Linked DNA regions of Anas platyrhynchos: region 2 is linked to region 1. A link is a contact called in public Hi-C data. All regions are on one chromosome and are shown on one strand. Each heading gives the region's core, a stretch centred on a gene start, on an enhancer-like site or on the middle of the called end of the contact. The rest is flanking DNA. Distances are from core to core; before and after follow the strand shown.

The links. A called contact is a pair of places that touch in the nucleus more often than the background predicts.
Region 2: a Hi-C map of subcutaneous adipose tissue shows a contact between it and region 1, with 1.9 times the contacts expected there. The contact joins the promoter of APLP2 here to the enhancer-like site in region 1. A contact is called at or near these places in 4 of 8 Hi-C or Micro-C datasets (F5 follicle, liver, skeletal muscle and 1 more).

Annotation. Positions count from the first base shown.
Region 1 is chr25:4,356,791-4,361,273 of IASCAAS_PekinDuck_T2T, reverse strand. It overlaps APLP2 (amyloid beta precursor like protein 2), which reads left to right. Exons shown (of 18, transcript XM_027444200.3): 8 at 1,074-1,189; 9 at 1,415-1,489; 10 at 2,652-2,810; 11 at 3,192-3,320. Among named protein-coding and RNA genes, the nearest start is that of APLP2, 36 kb to the left of the region's middle. Within about 2 kb of position 1,788, at least 2 of the 8 cell types and tissues checked have an H3K27ac peak or open chromatin away from gene starts, as enhancers often do. A contact at or near this core is called in F5 follicle and subcutaneous adipose tissue, where this site is marked.
Region 2 is chr25:4,393,660-4,398,761 of IASCAAS_PekinDuck_T2T, reverse strand. It overlaps APLP2 (amyloid beta precursor like protein 2), which reads left to right and starts at 3,761. Exons shown (of 18, transcript XM_027444200.3): 1 at 3,761-3,921. The coding sequence starts at 3,841.

The DNA.
Region 1 (4,483 bases), core at 539-3,038:
TCTGTCATTGTTCTTGCGCACAACAATAATGCCTATGTTGTATGTCGCCAGTATTTCATGCGGTAATTCTTTCCCCTTTTCCACTCCTCCTTCCCTAGTTAGGACAGAGGATTGTGGGTTCCAGGGCTAAACTCTTAGCCTTCATTCATGCTAAAGCATAAAGAATTTTTTTTCTCTGAAACATTCTGCCTTTCAGTGATGTCGCAGATTTTATCTATCCAAATTAATAAAATGTTTGAAGGGTTGCCTTAATTTTCCCTTTCTGTTAAAGGGCAGTAACAGAGTGCATCCTGTTTGCCACAGATCCTTTGAGAAAGAGCTCTGCGGTGTGTAGTGTAGCACAGAACCTTGGTTCAGCTTTTCTCGAACGGCAGCGTGTGGAGCACAGACCTCCTGTTGTGGATTTCGCAGGCGCTTGTAACTGTCAGTTCTAAAATTTTATTTCTCCCCTTGTTGGATTTGAATGTCTTAAAGATACAAGCCGTCCAGATTATTGGACAAGTCAATTTGTCTCACTGAGCCTCCTCCTGTTGCTGTCTTGTCTAATATCATTGCCTGTTAGTTCTGTATGGTGCATCTGGTAGAGAAGGTAGGTTTGAAGTGTAAAATATTGGGTAGTGTTTTGTGCAGATTTATTGTCAAGCTCCCTAATCACATTAATGATGTCTGGAGCCAGCTTGTCAGTGAACAGCTAATGCACAAAATGTCATTTAAACTATCCAAAGCCAATGTGAAAGGGAAGAGGAAAAAAAATAAAAGTTCTTTATTCTGCAATCCGAGTCATTCTGTTGCTGGAGCTGAATAATGCTCGTCTCAGAACTAATGAGAAGACTGAACAGGTGCTGGTTGCCGCAGTGCATTACTGTGTTTGGGATGATGTAACTAACTGGTGTTGTGCAGTAAATTGGCAGCTTAGAGATACAAAAATGGACTCTTGGTAGGTGGTGGTTCAGTAAGCTCAGCCTGCCAGATTGTTAATGCTGCAGGCATGGAGATTCCTCTCCCTACCTGTCTCTCACAATCCAGGACCACAGATTTCTGAGCCCCCACTTACCCGTACCCTCTCTTTGCAGTGCCAACTGATGATGTGGATGTGTACTTTGAAACCCCCGCTGATGACAACGAACATGCTCGCTTCCAGAAGGCAAAGGAGCAGCTGGAGGTCAGACACCACAACCGCATGGACAGGGTGAGTATCCAGCTTTAGCCTTTTTTTTTTTTTTTTCTCTGCCCTGCATAGTTGCTGCCCATGTTCTTACGGACAAATTGGTGGCAAAATGTCTTTTCTTTCCAGTCACCAACTTCTCTGAGTTTCTTACAACATAACCACGCCGTGGCAGTTAGATTTTCACTTCTCCAAAAATCGGACATAAATTTGTGTTGTGGTGATATGTTCTGTCCTTTTCTTGTCCAGGTGAAGAAGGAATGGGAAGAAGCAGAACACCAAGCCGTAAATCTCCCCAAGGCAGAAAGACAGACTCTCATTCAGGTAGGAGTTGAAGGACCTAAAGAAAAAAGCTACTGGTTCTTGGCCTTCATCTTGTCAATAAACTAAATGAGAGATGCTCGTATTCTAAGCTAAAAGATGACTGAAATGGAAGAATATATTTCCTCTTCTGTCAGCAGTTGCCTTTTAGAGGAGATTTGATTGAATTGCATGTTTTGTTCTTAAAGCTGGAGATGATCTGATACTGTGCCAGGTCCTTTCCCAAGCCAAGTAGTAGGAAGCTATCTCATCTCCTGAGCCTAGCAACAGCAGAGCCAAACTGTAACCTTAGACCTTTGGCCTGCATTGCACTAACCAGTGGCCTCCCAGCCCAGTTCAGATTGGCCCTGACTCTCTGGACACACATTTCCTGTTTGGGCAGACTTAGTGAAAACCACTTAGACAGCAGATAAAGCTGGTTTGCTGCCAAAATGCCAATCTTCTGTCTTATGATTAGAGTTCAGTTAGACTATGAAGTTAATCAGGGATATGCTTTGTATGGGATTGTTAGAGGCCGTGACAAACAGGTGAAGTTCTCTCAAACCAGTATACAGCTAAGTGACTGACTCCAGTTCATAAGCTCACTTTGGATTTTATCCTGGAACACAGTTTTCTCTCTACATTAATTAGCATAAGCTACCTTTTGAAATCTGTACAAGTCAAAAAGAGTTTTCCATTGTCTGATGAAATACAGCAGCACTTAATGGATTCTTGTAGTTTGTTTGGAGATGCTCGTTATGACCTTTCTAATAGCATATATAGAGATTTGATCTGAAGGAATGCTGATGAAAAGACCCATCTGCGAATTCAGATTAATGTCTGTAGGGTGAAGGGAGCTATCTTGTTCATGTTTTACAAAGTTGAGGGCAAGAGTTAATACTGTGGCATTCATTCAGCACAGTTTGGGTTTCCTACCTCAAAAATGATCTTTATCTGCAAGGGCCATATGCCTTCTTCAGATCTTTGAAATGGATTGTGAAGGAAGTTTGGAAGGTAAATTGTCATTATTTAATTTGCAAATGTGAAATCTGCATCAGCATCTGTCAGTTCGCCTCTCTAAACGTCTCAGATGTGCAATGTGACAGACTCCATTTATTCTAAGGAGGTCCATGAGTGAGAGATACTGACGCATACAGTGTTTCATTCAGACTGTTCCCTATTCCAGCACTTCCAGGCAATGGTTAAATCTCTGGAGAAAGAGGCAGCAAGTGAGAAGCAGCAGCTTGTGGAGACTCACCTGGCTCGTGTGGAAGCCATGCTGAATGATCGGCGTCGGATTGCTCTGGAGAACTACCTGGCTGCCCTGCAGGCTGACCCACCACGGGTGAGTTCCTTTGCATGGGTATTTTACAATGGGGTAGTGCTGGGAATGGCTTGGTGAGAAAACTGACTGTGGCCTGCTGGGGAAGGAGCTGGGAATAGGTTCCCAGTAAAGCTTTTTCCCATCATGGCTGTTCCTGCTGAACAAGCAGTGGGTCTCCTAATTGACTCACTCTACTTTGTCTGTTTAAAATCCCTCCACTTTGTGTAGTGCTCACAGGGCACAGTGTTCTGAGTCAAACGGGCTTAGGGTAAAGGGAAATTACGTAAGAGGTTAGCACAAATCTGTCCAGTAGCAAAGCAGGCTTATGTCTCAAGTGCTGTATTTCAGTTGTGATTTTTATTTGAATCAAATGGATTTGAACTCCTTCCCTAAATCCTACAGCCCCACCGCATCCTGCAAGCTCTGAAGCGCTATGTTCGTGCTGAGAACAAGGACCGGCTGCACACCATCCGCCATTACCAGCACGTCCTGGCAGTTGACCCAGAAAAGGCTGCACAGATGAAATCTCAGGTATGAGAATGGTTTCTATCAAGAGAGGCATTGTTATCCAGCAGTGGCTCTCAGAGACCCTAGAAGGCGTGTGTCAAGTCCTTACACTAATTTGCTGGGTACTATAGCAACTTGACATACTTGTGTAGAGATCTCCCATTCTGTCTGCATATTGCCTGTCACCAGATACTCTGTACCATTTTCCTTGGTACATGACTCAGTGTTAAAAATCTGAGGATTGAGATACTGCGTTGGAACATCTGGTTTCAGCTGTGGATTATTGCTGCTCACAGTAGCAAGTCCAGGGATTAGAACTAGTTTGGTGTCACTTTTGTGTTTCCTTTTGTCGAGCATCCATGAAAATATTTGCTGGGGACTTGGTCATCTTTGAACACACTTTAATTTCTTTCAGGACCTTCTGTCTAAATGACCTTTTCAAGACCTTCTGTCTTTCATTTCTTTCAAGGCCTTCTGTCTAAATTTCATTAGCTCTGTTCTTCATGATAACTGTATTTTGGGTATGTGGGAATTCTCTTGTGCCTCTGCAGAGTTCTTGCCTTGTTTCCATGCATAACCCTTGCCAAGCAGTTTATCATCATTCCTAGCTTTATTCAAAGGTCTGTTTTGACGAGTTTATTTTGTCTTGTTGCATTACATTTTACTCCTGAATAGCCAATAAGTCACTTTCCTTCTTCTGGATAGCGTATGTGAATATGCTGCTTCAAATGGGTGTCAAACCTGGCCAGTGTAATTGTAAGAATAGATGCAGATACAAAGCTTCTGGGTTATCTCCTGATACCTGTTTTTAAAACGCTGCTCTTAAAACGGTGAAAGATGTACTGAAATTTCCAGCTAAGATACAAATTAAGAATGGCGTGTTAACGTGAAAAGATCAGAAGGGCATGTCCTTTCACAAGTTCAGAGAGAAGTAGAGAGAACTGACTGTTCGGTTGTTATAGCTTTAGATATGTAATCTGCATTTTACCAGCCCCAATTTGTGGCTGGTCCACTGCTTTGAAATGTCTTTTAATTCTTTAGCGTATGAAAGATCTGCAAGAGCCAAAATGAATGGAGAGCTGCAAGGAGACAATGCAATTGAGCACACCCAGTGCTGCCAAATGGAAAGAAAAAATGCTTTATTACTACTCAGCTGTCTAAGCAATAGATAGAAATACTGTGGTTTA
Region 2 (5,102 bases), core at 2,512-5,011, 36 kb before region 1:
GAAGTAAATGAAAGCTGCTACCTACCTAACAGGGTTAGCAATTGAAAAGGCATTCTAGGGAATGCTGCAGCCTTGCAGCAGTTCAGTGGTACTGTTGTCAGAGGCAACAACAGATAACTACTAGTTCTAATCTGGAATTATCTACACAGAAAATGTCGACATGCAGTGGTCATGGCTTCATGCTTCGTAGCATAACCTGCTGTTATGATGTTCACTAGTACTTATTTGAAAGCAACCACCACCAAAAGCTTGCGCGATCCCTGCTGAAAGTGCTTTTATTTTATTTTTTAACTGCTGGAATTGCATTTGCATTTTGCTGTGTAAACATGCTGTTAGGCAGCTCTGGACAACCATCTGCATGATGAGGGAGATTGCTCCGATCCCAGAACAGCCATCTCACAGCAGAGCCAAATGATACTCCGCGAGGCCGCTGGCTGTGAAGTCTGTGCTATGTATTTTTGCTACACAGTACAGGAACTCGTCTACAATGTATGGAAAGCTCCAGAAGTTATAACTACGGGGCTAAAAAAAGAAGTAAGAGGTTCTAGACAACATTAATTGTGTGAGTTATTTGAACTTCCATGGAACCTTTCACCTGAGGATCTTAAAGGGTTTTACTGACATTAATGAAACCTTCCTGTGCCTCCCTGCATATATATTAAACACCATCTCCCCATTAATGCCAAGCAAAATGAAGTAGCCCTAAAATGACTTTTCCAGGGTTGCACAGCGTGGTGCAAAGTGGTTCTCTGGGATGTGACAGATCATTGGTGGGCTTTGGAAGGTAATTTTCAGCCATTAGTGTAGTCTGACACTCCACCACCTTGCACTTCTCCTCCATGAAGGCTGCATAATAGCTGATGGATCATGGCAATGGTAAATCCACTCACCCTGTGATTGCTCCTTTCACTGTTATATGCCCTATGGCTCTAGTGACAGATCTATGCTCTGTTTCAATCTCCTTTTCTCCTTGCCCTCCAGCAGTCATGTAAATTCAGTTATATTCAGAGCTCCTAATGACCACGAAAGATAGAACAAGATCTCCTGGTTTAAAACTTTTCTGTGGAGGTCTGATTTCCACGTGAAGGGGAATCAATTAGTCTTAATGAGTTCAAATTAAATTTGTTGCATGTTTTTTAGGTAGTACGCTGAGCGCTGATGGTCTTGCTTTTGAACCAGAATATGCTGTGTTCCAGCCCTGTGATAGGACTTCAGCTCTTACACATTGGTGTGTCTGCAGTGTAGTACTAGTAGGTGGATTTGTTACTAAAGGTGAGAAGTTAAGCTGAGTTCGTACCTCATGCTTATCTGTGAGACTTCCATATAAGTCACCAGATTCCAATGGCTTGTCAGGGAAAAATGAGGATAATGCTGTTCTAATCAAGATTGTCTCAATAAAAAAAAATAAAATAAAAAATACTCTAAAGTGGATCAAGTATTTGGTATGTCTGTGTATGTGGATGCTGCTTTTTGTGTGTGTGTGTGTGTGTGTTAATAGCCATTGTTGTACAATAGTTTTATAGGTGGCCGAATAGCTTGAGATAAAAGACTTAAGTATATTCAAGTTGGACCATTGTTCTGATTTCTCACGTGGGTAACACATGGCAATTGAAATTCGGTCTCGTGAGGACCCTCATACTTTGTATGCCTCTGGGCTTAGACATTTGTGACTTATTTCTAGAGGTACTTAGTAACCTGCAGCCAATTGCTTCAGTTTCTGCTGTACTCCAAGAATCATGCCACTACATACTCTAACAATTAACAAGCCCTATTTTTTTGCAGTCTTTCTGACATCTGCAAAATACGCTAGATCACAGAGGTGTTGTGAGCATTAATATTCACCAAGTGCTATGTAAATACTAAGTATTAAAAGTGTATTAATTTATATAGCACTCTAAGTGCTGTGTAAATTAAACCAAGAATGAAAGCCTCTATCCAAAGATTTATAACTAGCTTGTACTTTTTGGCCTGGGGAGAAAGAAAAGTACCTTCTTTTACTTTTTTTTTTAGCTTAACTCCCAATATTCTCAGTTATTTACTGGTGTATTTATATTGCACAATAAAATATTTACATTAAAATGTATCAATTTTCAAAAAACTCTAACTCCATTTTCCAACTGAATTTGGCCATGTTGAAAATAAAATTATATACGCCAAAGGACTGCAATAAAAGAGATTTAAAGGCTTTCAAATACTATAAAAAAGAGACTATAATAAGTGACTAGTGGACCAGTCAGCTGTTTTAATTAAAACTGGGCCATGTATTGATCTATCGTCCAGATTTACCCCCATCTGCAACGTTTCAGCAATATTCCCTTCAACCATTTCAGAAAATAGCACTTGTGAGAGACACTAAAGAATACGGAAGTTGGGAATGTAAATGTTTTATAACTATGCGACATTTTGTACAGAAATCTTTCTTCCACGGTATCTAAGTGGCATATGTATTCTGATACAAAGAGTGAATCTACAGATTCTATAGAATATTCCTTTCCAGACATAATTATAATGGATTCCGTGATTGTTACTGCTTAAAGAATGCCAAGTCTAAAATGTATTGGGTTAGATCATTTTTTTTAAAGGTGTCATATTACCTAAACACTGCTCTTGCCTTTGAAACCAGTAGGAGCTTTAGTAGTTACATGTTGAAGGTGGGCATTTGTCCTCCGTGAATTGAGGTATGTTCCTGTTGTGGAAGCCAAAGAGCTACTGAAAAGGGACTGATAAATGCTTTGCACTGGAATGTAAAGGCTTCTGTATCAGCAGCTGTGCTTGGTATCTGTGGTTTGTTCCTGAAGGGCTTGATTCAGTTTGCTTAGATTTCTTTTTATAAGTAACGTGGTGAAATTCAAGCAGGCGATGCAAATGCGGTATGATGGGTTTTAAAGGCAGAAACGTCCTTAAATTGTGGCACCAGCTGTGGCACAACATCTGCACCGAGAGGCACCGCTCACGCGCTCCAGTCGCTCAAAAGGAACAGGAGGCAAAGCCGCTTTGCAGCAAGTGGCGCAGGAGCAGCAGGTGATGTATCGCTGGGATAAGCACCTGTCATTATTAAAGTTTACCCAGGGCTTTATGGTGTGTACAGAAGCAGGCAGCAGCACGTGCGGTGGTGATCTCTGCAGGTAGCGCCAGCCTCTCGGGGTGTGGGCACGCGAGCGCCAGCTCCTGTTGGGGTGGCTGCTGGGATGGAGCCACCTCATAGCGCTGTCTTGGCTGTATTTTTATTAAAGAGTGGAAAAAAAGGGAAAAAAGATGTTAAGTGTCATTTTGTTATGGTGGAGAATGGAGGTGCCCAGTGTTGAGTGTGTTTGTGAGGGGACACAGAGGGACGCAGAGTTGGCTTTGTGAGCCCAGGCTCCCTGCTTTTGATTATTTTTTATTATTTTTAAACGAGGACGCCTCCCCATTGCCCTCGTGCTCCTCGCTGTGGCGCTGGGCAGGCACCATGAGGCCCGAGGCCGCCCGGCCGCGCCCCGCCGGCCCCACAGGGCGCCGCGCCGCCAGGGCCGCCTCGGGGCCTTCCGGCCGCCATTTTCCCCCCGGGCCCCACAGCAGCGCTCCCCCCGTGGGCGGAGCCCCCACCCGGCGCCTCCCCCTCCTATTGGCTGATCCCAGCGCGGCTCCGCCCCCTCCTCCCCCAAGCATATGGCCCATTCTCCGCCCCGCGCCCATTGGCCGGCGCTTCGGCGCCTCTCCCTGCGATAGGCCGGGCGGCGCGGCAGGGGCGGGGCTCGGCGGCAGGGGGCGGGGCCTGGCGAGGCGGGTCCCGCGGGGGGGGCGCGGCGGCCGCAGTAGCGCCGGGGCGGCGGCGGTGGCGGGCGGCGGCTGGCGGCGGCGATGGGCTCGGCGCGGCGCTTCCCCCTCCTGCTCCTGCTGGGGCTCGCCGGCCCCGCCGCCGCGCTGGCCGGCTACATCGAGGTGGGTCCGGGGGGCGGCGGGGTCGGGGGAGGAACGGGTTGGGGCGGGGGAGCCCCCGGTGTGCGCAGTCAGCGTGCGGCTGGGGCGATCTTTGGGCTTAAAGGGCGTGCTGGAGGTGCTCCTGCTCCGGCTGCTCGCATCAATGCAGCTTCACGCGTAGAGGTGGTTAAGGGAGGGAAGCTCCTTTAGAAATTAAAACTTAACATTATCTACCTGCACGCGGTGGGGGGGGGGGGGTGAGGAATCCCGGCCCTTCCCCAAAACCTGGGGGCTGCGATCTGTGTAAAACAAAGAGCAAAGTGTGCGCTGGGGGTAAGGGGAGCTCAACAAACCCCGCCTGGGCGCTGTTCGGGGAGGCTGAGCTGCCACAAGGTCCTGCGGGGCTCGGGGTGCTCAGGGAGGGGTGGGGGACGGGTTGTGGTGCTGTGGGTGGCTGGGTTTGGCAGTTGAAGTGTTCCGGGCTTGGTTCAGCACAGCATCTGCCCGCGTGCCATGCAAAAATTGCGAGCCCCAAGCTGCTGGTTGTTAACCTGCGATAAGCACAGCCCGTTAATGTTTTTGTGTCTTGTGTGGAATTAGTCCAGGACTTCTGCCCTGCCCTCTTATTCAGCCATTGCCAGGGAATTGTATTCCACAGAATTTTTACCGGTGTTTCTGTTAGATTGCTGTAAATTGGTGGAACGAGGCAATAATCCTATGGGGAAAAAGTTGCGCTGGGGTTATCCTGCAGGGAAGGTGCCGAGGCTCAGCAGGACTGGGCTGAGGGACCCCAGCTGATGGCACGGTCAGGTTTCGTGCTCCTGCCTTGGTGGCGGGGGACTGTCCTGGCTGCTGGGTGGTGACCACGCTAATCTGATCTCCTGCACCTGTTGAGAAACTCCTCCAGCTGTAGGTCACTTCCTCTGGCATATCCGAGGCAAATTCAGCTGCTTGTGGCACATCCCTTCTGGAGGCTGCAGTTGCTCACGGACTTGCCTTTCAAAAAGCCGACTTCCTCCTCAGGAAACAAACCTAGCCGTAATTTTATTCTGAAGCCTTGCGTCCAGCTGAAGAAGCAGAGCCCGGCATTCAGAATGGGATTAGCGAAGGTTTTGGCACCGAGGGGAGCGCACCGGTGTCACCCACCTGGCAGCCCCACGGCTTGGGGCGCTGAGCTGCTGGAAGAGGATGCGCCCGGAATG